Regions from separate parts of the Neogale vison genome. Here all the other regions are linked to region 1. The links are chromatin contacts, called in public Hi-C maps. All regions are on one chromosome and are shown on one strand. Each heading gives the region's core, a stretch centred on a gene start, on an enhancer-like site or on the middle of the called end of the contact. The rest is flanking DNA. Distances are from core to core; before and after follow the strand shown. Region 1 holds the start of MCM3 (DNA replication licensing factor MCM3). Region 2 holds the start of TMEM14A (transmembrane protein 14A). Region 3 holds the start of TRAM2 (translocating chain-associated membrane protein 2).

Region 1 (3,364 bases), core at 407-2,906:
CAGTCATTTCTCAACTTTTAATGGAGAATTAAAACAAGGTCATAATAAGTCAAAAAGGGCAAATAAAAGCTTATCAAGGGGCACCTGGGTGACTCAGGGGGTTAAGCCTCTGCCTTCAGCTCAGGTCATGATCTCAGGGTCCTGGAATGGAGCCCCACATTGGGCTCTCTGCTCAGCAGGAAACCTGCTTCCCTCTCTCTCTCTCTGCCTGCCTCTCTGCCTACGAATGATCTCTGTCTGTCAAATTAAAAAAAAAAAAAAAACTTAAGAAAAAATTTTAAAAAAATTTTTAAAAGGCTTATCAAAATGTAAATTAGCAGATTAAAATGACTTTTCACTGAAGAATTACAGAGGGAATTAAAATATTCTATTCCCCCGATTAGCTGTATAATAGGGAAGAGAGTTCTCTAGCCAGACCTAAAGGAACAGGAAGCCTCCCTATTTGTTTACAGACCCAGCATTATCCACCCTTTTAAGAGCTTTACAATAGTCTATGGCTTCCAATCCTGGACAGCATACAAAGCCCCCTTTGCCAGCATAGCAAACACTTTTCTGCATCTCCTTTGGCAGTGAAATCCAATGCAGCCAAGTAAGGTAGTCTTTTCCGCCCTACCTGCAGGTCTTTAAGTTAGCGGATCCCTATCGTTCTGATGAAGTTCTAGAACCTAGGTGAGGTTCAGTGGGGTGAGGTCCAAAGCCGATGACCAAGAAAGAATTCTTGAGGCATTTTTGGTGCAAAATGGTGGTTTATTAAAGCACGGGGACAGGACCCGTGGGCGGAAAGAGCTGCTGCCCCGGGATTGTGAAGGGTGGCAGGTTCAATACCAAGGGGGTGGGGGAAGTAAGCAAAGGGAGGTTTTCAATAGAACTTTCATATGCTAGAGGACCTACAAGATGCCGAAGCCTTGCCACTGTCAAGGTCATTTTCCCCTCTAGCAAGGTATTAACATTAAGATAGGTGGGAGATTCCTAAAGAAAGTCACACAGGTCCCACTCAGGAGGGGGGTCGGAGAAGGTTGCTGGGTGTCAGCTTTTGCTTTGTCCCCAGCCAGCCTTCTGTCCCGCATCAGTTGGACAGCATTCCTCCCCCCCACACTCCCTTCAAACTGAGAGAGCCCGGAGTGATTTCCGAAAGGTCAAAGCGAGCTTTGCCATTTTGTGCGCACTTGAAAGAAACCCGCTGCCTTTCGCGAGACCCCGCCCCATCAGCACGCAGGAGAGTTTCAGGATTGCTCTCAAGGCTGCACCTACAGGACACGAGCTGCGGACTCCACGCCAGAAACGCTACGCGACCCTGGATGGAAGACTCCTGAGGGCGCCAGCCCCGCCGCAAGAGTCGGGAGGCCCGACGGACGTACCGGGAGTGCCCCGCCCCACCCCGGCCCGGCGTGGAGCAGCATCCGCCGTGGCCTCCCTCGGCCCGTCAGCGTCCCCAGGACCTTCAAGCGCCAGAGTCTCGCGCCCCCGCGCCTCCCTCACCTCGTCATCCAAGAAATCCAGGTAATCTCTCTGCGCCTCTCGCAGCTCTACGTCGTCCAGTACCACTGTCCCGGCCATGCTCGCCGCCAGGGAACCGCTTCCTCCAGAACCGCGCCGGCGGTCTTCCGATGACACCGCCCCGGCGCGAAAACTTCCGAACGTTTCCCGCCACCAAAAGCTAAGTCAGGAAGAGGAGGGGTTTTCCGGGACGATATTCACATTCTGATTGGCTGATTCCTCTTACGCGAGAAGACCGAATATCCAATCGAGAACTTGTTCCACTTCGGCTTTCCCGAGACGCACCTCGAGGTGGCGGGAAATATGACGCCCGGAGCCCTCAGTTTCTCCCCTCACTGACAGGAAAGCTGACCAATGGGGCCGAGAGGAGGCTCGCGGGGTCTGATCATTGGACAGGCGGGCAAGAGGAGGAGGACGCCCTGCATTCTGGGAGTCGTAGTCTTCCCCCTTTCCCCGGATGTTTTGTACGTTGTTTTTGTTTTTGTTTTTGTTTTTTCAAGCTGGCGTTCCTTGACCTACGCTAAAGAGACTGCCTGGCGGTTGTAATAAAAGTAGCCTAAACGTCAGCGAATGGGAGTTTTTACGCAGGGACATAAAAACATAATAGCAACCTGTTTTTTAAGTGTACTAAAATCAGGCGTGCTGGGTATGTTTCTCAAGCAAACTGCCCTCAAGTGGCATTCCGAGAAAAAAGTGAATTTTGAGAATCTGGGATGGAAATAGAATAATAGCATCTTTGGAAAAGTTTCTTTAGTCGAGCGACCCATTTGCTCTCTGAATACCATTGCCTGAAGTAACACGTAAAAATAGGCGGCGGAGGAGGGCGAAGTCAAAGAAACATTTTCAGTATTGTGTCCTGCCCCCTTGAGATGGCCTCGTGTTTTATTCTACAAAATTCAGCACATAATCACTACACCATCTTACTTGCAAATGGGTAAGTCTTTCCGTTTTAAAGGGAGATCACAAGATCTTTTAAATTAACTTAGTTTATTGAAAGATAATTAAACAGAAGAAGAAACAAAAAAGTGTTTCGGGCCACTCTATTAGTCATAATTAAGATGTAGCAAATCTCAAATCACAGATAACTAAAAGACCAATTGCTTGTTTGCAACCTTTGCAAAAAGGTGGGTTTTTTCGCTTGTTTTTAGTCTTTTCTGGGTTTTTTTTTTTTTAGTTTTGTTCTTGAGGTATAATTTATATACATTAAAATGCACAAATCCTAAGTGTACATCTCAATGAATTTTTATTATGTGTATACCCGTGTAACCACCCAGTGCAATCAAGAACAGTCCTATTGCCCCAGCATGTGTTTTTAATTTTACTGAATAGGACTAGACACCTGCGAATTCTATATCTGTAAGTTCAGCCAATTAATTTGTAATTAGTTTATGTTCGAAGATCCCCAGGACTCACTGTGCCCTAATAAGTATTCTAAGTATAACCTGCCTAAACAAAATATATATGCCATCTATTTGTAAGTAAGTATTTTTAGTTATTATACAGTTTATAGTTTCTACATACTTGGCGTCATCCTTGTGGGTAGATACATTGATCCTTACTCAAGGAAAAAAAGGTGGTCATCCAACTGCTTGCTTTGGTTTATATTAACAGGAATTTTTTTATAAAAACGGAAAATTCTAGATGAGGATCCTGTTTGTAATTATACAGTAAGAGATAATTACTTATTAATGTAAGAGTACCTTTATCCCTTGACCGTAACTATCATTTTGTGAATATATTGAAGGCAGTACTGACATATTCTCAGTTCTGAAAACAAGTTGAAATTCATGTTAAAAGAACCAGGACACTTAGTTCAAACAAGCAAATTAAGCAAATAATTTCATTTACAAAGGAAAAGGACTTTGGG
Region 2 (3,364 bases), core at 591-3,090, 370 kb after region 1:
CCAAACCCAGGGTGCCCACAGAAGAGCTGATACAGACTGAGTTTGGGAACATTGTTTGAAAATGAGGATTAGGCTCGGGATCCACAGAGCACTCACTGAGGGCTAAACATCCTGTGAGGTCCTGCCTGAGCAAGTGGCCAGTCCGTCAGTCAGTCAGGCTCTCAACTGTACTCTCCTCTTTTCCAGTTCCACCTGTACACCACTTAGGAAAGCCTGTGTTACTATACATTGGGAGTTCTGCAAATCCAAAGGGGCCTGAGGATGGAAATCAGGAGATCTGAGAACATGGATGGAGAAAAGAAATTTTTATCCTCACTAACCTCTAAAATCTAGCATTTGTTTCATAGGCCACAAACCACCACAGTATCAGTACCTGTGACTCTGTCATCACGAGCAGATGTTTGCATGTTTCAGATACCCGAAAATATTGTTTAGGTGCAGCACCGTTTGGGAATTACAGTATTATTATCCCCACTCTCAGATCCTGTAATATGATAAAGAAGCACATTTATTAGATCGCAGATATAAATTTTTAATAATTTCATAACTGTATTTCAATAAAATTGGTTTCCTTGGAAATCCTGTTTTTTATTGTTCTTGTGTTTTTCCAGATTGCCAAAGGCAGCTGATGGCTCATCATAGGGCCATCTGTCTCTGCTGGGATCATGAATAGACAGCTTGACAAATAGGTAGAGAGAAGTATGCTTGGTGGTACCCTCGCCTTGCGCTCTAACCTTATTATTAGCTGGCATATGAATTGAGAGGACAGTGACCTCTTTGCCTAAGAACGTTTGTGAACCCACATGTCCAAGAATATGGAATTTCCCATCATAGAAATTTATTCTTTTAAGTTTAGGTGAAAATGCCTTGAGTAGGAATATCATGGGACTGTTTCCAGCTTCCCATACCTCAGTGACAGGGTCAAAGGGATCTCTGAGCAGCATCTTATAAATCCAGGCACTGACGTCTGAAGTCAGGGGCAAGTTATTTAGTGGAGGTCCTATCAGGTAAAGATAAGGGAAGCATTCCAAGAGGGGTTTTACTTTTATTCTGGATAGGGCAAGTCCTGGAAGTCTGGAGAGAGGGTTGGGGGAGGCTAGGGTAAGGAGTCTGGTTAGAGTTATAGTATGTGGTTTGGAAGGCAAAACTGGCGTGAAATGAGCATTTGTTGCCAGGAGGAACAATTCCAAATCCACTGAATTCATTTCCGGGATCATCCATCCTGAGACTAGCCATGACTTAAAGTGCATTGCACGTCTGTCAGTCTCTACCTTTCCCTTCCCTTAATTAGGCCCAGCAAATCCTGGGCGTGGAGTATAAAACCGGGATCCTGAGCTCCCCTCCACCTCTGGAGCGGAGATATTTGAAGGGAGTGATATAATGTGTGTGATATAACGAAGGGAGCTCCGGCTTAGAAACCAAACTTGGGCTCTAACCTTTGTACCCCACTTAGGACCTGAGACCGTGGACAACTCAGTCACCCCATCTGTCTGAACCTTAGCTCCCGCACTGAAAATGGGGACAGTCGCTGGCAAGAATCTAAAAGGCCTGATTGCTGTCCTCTGAGTGGTGGACGAACCTCAAGGTTAAAACTCCGCCTTCTGGGATGCCAGCTACACCCAGACCTATTCTCTGCGGGGGCTTCCCCGTCCTACCGGGTCCGGCAGGAGGCAGCAGACCCCTGCACGGCTGTAGAGCCAGAGCGGAAAGCCGGGCAGAAAGAGCGAGCGGCGGAGGAACCGACTGGCCTCGGGTCCGCAGCCTGTGCCGGGCACGCCCGGCGGAGGAGAGGGCAAGCCGTGGCGCATGCGCGCCGCGGGACCGGCACCGCCCCGAACCAGCAGGCTCTGCCAGTGCGGGGAGGTAGCGCGCAGAATCAGGAGGTGCTGGCGGCGGGGACCGCTTCCGGACACCAGGTACGAGGCTGGCCCGAGGCTGGCTCCCGATTTTTCTCTTTTGAGCCGCGGGGAGGGCTCGAGGCTGCAGGTTAGCTGTATACCTCGCAGTCGAGAACTTCCTCCTCTGAATTTTCTTGTAAAGGCACAGATCTGAGCAAAGATGCTAATGACCTGGGGAGGATTTTGCAGGGGATGGCGGCTGCTTCTTCCAAGCAGCGCTTCTCTCCGTCTCCTGGGAATTCCCGGAATGTCTTCCTTCCGCGGCCCTGAATCTCCCACCTGTCCTCCTTCCGACCTTCCTGGAACTGGGGAGAGGCGGGGAAGGGATGGGGTTCTCTGACCATGGCAAAAACGCTTGGCAGTTTAACCTTGCTAGTACCACCCAGACTTCATTCGAAAATGGTCTTTCGAGCCCCCAAGGAGTGCAAAGGTAGGTAGTTTTTTATACAGTAGCTTACGGAAAATCTCTTAGTGGGTCCCCCAAATTTTGGAGGGCTAGGGACAAGGCAGGGCCCTATCACCTGGTTTCATACGCGGTGCAGTAAATCACTTTTGCTGCATTGCACCCAAGACGCTTTCTGGCCTCTCCAAGTACTGAGGTAGTGTTTTCAGTGAGAGCCTGTGAAGCAAGGCACCCATCAGCTCCTACTTCCATCACTTCCCTGTGTGGTTCTGGTCAAATGGTCCTGCCATGGACATGGAGCAAGAGGGATGTTTGCTTTTTGTCTGCAATTTCTCTCTGTATTCAGAAACTTCTTGCAAGGATTGGGAATAGGTGTATGTATTTTGCCTCCTTAGAATACTCAGCTCAGTAAGGAGATTAAGGGAACAGACCATTGCCTGGCAGTAGAGCTATACTGAGGGTTGACCAGTTACAGAATGTCTTCCTTCAGGCAAAAGTTGTTCCTTTGGTTCAGTCAGCAAGTATTTCTGCACACCCTGCCTTGTGCGTGGCGGTGAGCTTGGTGATGTGGGGAGGACAAAGGTGAACAGAACTTGAGCTTAGCCCCAGAGGAGGGGAGCTCAAAGTAAGTAACTCAATGCCAGGTAGAAGGGGTGGGGCCCTAGGAGAGGGTCAGAAGAAGACTGGGGGCTCAGAGGACAGAGAAGAATCGGCCTTTTACATGAGGTGGCCGGTTTAAGGAGAAAATTAGGTTCCCAAATTACTACCTGATGATGAGTGATCTCATAAGCTTCCGATCTGTGTGTAGAGGTGTTTTCCTCACTGTGTGTCAGGCATCTTAGACTATGTCTCAGATAGGTCCCACCATTCCTGGATTCTTCCCTCCGCCTGCTACCACATGCCTGCTGGTCCAGGGCCCCCTATCTCCTGGAGGAGCATCAAGCCCCCCCCCCACCGCCTCCCACCTCTCCTTCCTGGTGCACCAATCCAGAGACTAGACGCGAGTCATCTCTGACTCATCCCTCCCCTGGACTCCCCACGTCCAGGCTTATTGATTCTGTTT
Region 3 (3,364 bases), core at 637-3,136, 280 kb after region 1:
AACCGATACTGAGGGTATGGACTGCCACCAAACAAAATTCTTGTTTCATTAAGCTAGTACTATGATCAACAGTACAGGGTCTCAGCAGCAAGCGACATGTTTTCACATCTGTAGCTTCTGTTTGGGCTCTTATTCTATTGCTTACATGATCTCAGTTAAACTTTTCAATAACCTTGTGAGAAGACAGGTTTTACTAACCTCTTTCGCCAAGGGGAAACTGAGGCTGTGGGTCAACTCCGCAGTCTGACTACTGACAGAGCAGACAGGGACCCGGGGACGACCCTGGCTTGACAGAGTCAGGGTGAATATACCATGAGAGCTATGGGGTGGGGGAAGGAAGGACGGAGGGACAGAAGTGGAGGAGCACTAGCAAAATCTGGACAGCAGACCCCAATCCTGGTCCCAAGTTTGTTTCCTACAGACCCCGAAGCCCAGCCAAGGGTGCATTCACACATCCAACCCTGACTAGCCACCATGAAAGTGTCCCCAGCCTGAGAACAGCTTCAGGGCTAAGTAGAACCCCTGTCCTCCTTAGAAGGGAGACAGGGAACTGAGAGAGAGAGGGCTCCTGAAGGAGAAATTAGCCACACTGGGAAGCCTCCAATTCCAAGGCTGTTTATAAATGGTTACAGCTTCCTAACCCATGCCCAAGAACACAGATAAGCAACACAAGCCAGCAGGGAGGACCAGGCACGCCTCAGAGGGGACATCATCCGTGAGAGTGAGGGGAGTGTCACTCACATAATCTCACTCTTGAGACAAGATATACCAGAGCAAGCCCAATACTCACTTTCCTCCAGTTCTTTCCACTTTGGATATCACATTTTTCTCCCTCTCCGGAGCAGAGAATCATTCCCTTGGATTCTGACCCCCAGGGGCCTTATTAAAACTCTGCTTGGTGAGGCCCACACCAGGGCACTGCTGTCCCGGTGAGGACCCATCCTCTCCAGCCCCTGTCCCCCATAGCTCTGAGAGAATCACCTTTCCCCTAAAAACAGAGACTATCCCTGTCCCTCTCCATGCCCCTGTAACAGGGGAGAAGTTCTGGGTCCACTATAGATGGATCTAAATGAACAGTCCACAGAGTAATAAAGGGTATATGAAACCTGGCCTCTTAGGCAAGGGCGAAAAAAGGGAGAAGGGGCAGGAGGATGGCAGAAGGGCACTGCTGGGATGGGGCCAGGACCACACGTGAACACCCTGAGCATATCCCAGACGTGAGGATGCATTAGAGCTGGAAAACCAGGTGAGACGTGGAAAAGAGTCAAGGTCCCTCCCACTGGAAAAGCCAGAGGGAGCTAGCTGGCGGCCACCGCCTGAGAGGGGGAATTGTGCAATGACCGCGGGTCTGGGAGTCTCCGGGCTTGACTCCAGGACACCAGAAAGGAAACCCCACTCGTCGGGCCAGGGTGGCAGCGCTGCGGTTTATTCAAGGCCAGGCTTAGGATCCAGGGCTGCAGAGAGCGCTGCAGGATAGGGTGGGTGCTCAAGGGGGCGGCAGAGCAGGGCACGGCTGGCAGGGCGCAGAGCTGAGGGGTGGCGTCCGGGCTGACCAGGAGGCCAAGGGGGCGCAGAGTGCACAAAGCCGGGGTGCGGAGAGCGTACATGGCAGCCAGGCGCCCCGGCTCTGACGGGGACCCGCGGGACCTGCAGGGCTACGCCGGGCGACGCACAAGAGGGGGCACCCCCTCCCCAGTTTCGCTCACCTCGAACATAAGCCCGATGAGGACGCAGAGCACCAAGCAGAAGCCGATGTCCGCATGGTTGTGGATGACGAACTCCTGGCTGAAGAGCGGGTAACTTTTCGTCCTCCTGCGGAAAGCCATGGCAGCGGGCGCGCAGCGGCCGGCGGGGCCCGCACCCTGCGCTCTCGAGCCGCCGCGCAAACTTCTCCAGCCCCGGCCCGGTCCGCCCGCCGGCCCGCTGCCCCGCTGCCCCGCTCGCCCTCCCGCCCGCCGGCCTAGCGCCCAACAACTTCTGGGGCCCGCCCCCTTCCTCCGCCCGCCCCCGCCCCCGCCGCCCGGAACCGCCCCCGGCCGCAGCCCCCTCCCCACCCGCGGCCCGCACTCCGCGCGCTGGCCTCGCTGCGGCCCCGCCCCCCGCGCGCTTAACCCTCTGGCTGCCGGGACGCGCAGGGGGCGGGGCCGGCGCGCGGGGCGGCGAGCGCGGCCCGGGTCCCTTAACCCGGGTCCTCTAGCCCGGCGACTGTCTCCCGGCCCGCCGCCGCAGCCGCCGCCGCGCCCCGCCGCATTCTCGCTGCTGTGGCCCGACCGCCTGCCGCGCCCAGGGAGCAGGCCGCGGGGGGCGCTGACGCCCAGCCTTGCCGGGACAGGAAGTGGGCCTGGGTTTCCCACTTCTCGGCGCTCGCTTCTTCCTCCGCGGGAAGGGAAGGGCCGGGGAGGCCGCGGCCGGGCGGAGCGGGGTGGGTCGTGTAGCCGGATGCTCCTTGCGGCGCCGAGAGCCGCGCAGGTTCGGTGGAGGGAGGAGGGCTGCCGGCGGGCCTTCCCGCTGGCCGCAGCGCCCGGCACGGATGCTCAATGAATCAAGTCAACCAAGTGTTTATTGAGAGCTGGCAGTGATCTAGGCACAGTTCGGATTGCTGGGAATAATGCAACAAACAAACAAACAAAAAAACCTGCCCCGGGGTGGCCTGTTTTCCAATGAGGGGAGTGGATGAATGGGTGCAGTTCTGCTAACTTCTGAGACATTTGTGCTACTATAAATTAGTTCTACACGTCTTACCCAAAGTCTGCCTCAAATATTAATTGCTCTGAAGAATAAACACGGAAGAAGAAAAAAAGAAGGCACTGTCTCATGTAAAGTTTCTATTTAATATTAAGTTTTAAAAGTACTCCTGGAAAGGACAAAATGTATTTTTAATAAATTAATTTATATAGGCAAATAATGGATTCATTCCTACCAGTAATGAAGGAGCCAACTAATCACTTTCTAGATGTGCAAAAATGCAAAATGAACAAAGAACTCTTTAATTCCTATTCTCTTTTTCATTAGGTCCACAGTTACTTCACTTGTAAGTAAATACGATTTCTTAAACATGGCACGTGTACAAAATGTGCTTGAGACAGGCCTTGACTTCCTAGATAAATTTGACATCTGAAGTTTCTTCACTTGTCAGTACTTAGCATACAACCTTTGGTCTTTAATTTGTATGACTTCAGGAAATGAAAAAGTAATGCCTATGTTCGACTAAACATTTAACTTCAAGGCTGACCTTTCTTCAGCTGGACCCAAGTCTCATGAGGAATAGAAAGATCAAGAACTGTAGAGCATCTTAATTTTTCATCTATGAAAAGGTGTTCATAATTTCAAACTGCAGCCACATCTATTAGGTTGAACCCTATGC

The links. Hi-C and Micro-C count contacts between places; a contact is called where the count stands out from the background.
Region 2: a contact with region 1 is called in a Hi-C map of fibroblasts, with 4 times the contacts expected there. The contact joins the promoter of TMEM14A here to the promoter of MCM3 in region 1. A contact is called at or near these places in 2 of 3 Hi-C or Micro-C datasets (fibroblasts and muscle).
Region 3: a Hi-C map of fibroblasts shows a contact between it and region 1, with 5 times the contacts expected there. The contact joins the promoter of TRAM2 here to the promoter of MCM3 in region 1. A contact is called at or near these places in 2 of 3 Hi-C or Micro-C datasets (fibroblasts and muscle).

What each region holds. Positions count from the first base shown.
Region 1 is chr1:98,409,599-98,412,962 of ASM_NN_V1, forward strand. MCM3 (DNA replication licensing factor MCM3) reads right to left here and starts at 1,657. Exons shown (of 17, transcript XM_044252749.1): 1 at 1,480-1,657. The coding sequence starts at 1,557. It overlaps LOC122909107 (a long non-coding RNA gene), which reads left to right and starts at 1,801. Exons shown (of 3, transcript XR_006385082.1): 1 at 1,801-2,431.
Region 2 is chr1:98,780,553-98,783,916 of ASM_NN_V1, forward strand. It overlaps TMEM14A (transmembrane protein 14A), which reads left to right and starts at 1,841. Exons shown (of 5, transcript XM_044252873.1): 1 at 1,841-1,916.
Region 3 is chr1:98,688,230-98,691,593 of ASM_NN_V1, forward strand. It overlaps TRAM2 (translocating chain-associated membrane protein 2), which reads right to left and starts at 1,887. Exons shown (of 11, transcript XM_044252850.1): 1 at 1,707-1,887. The coding sequence starts at 1,826.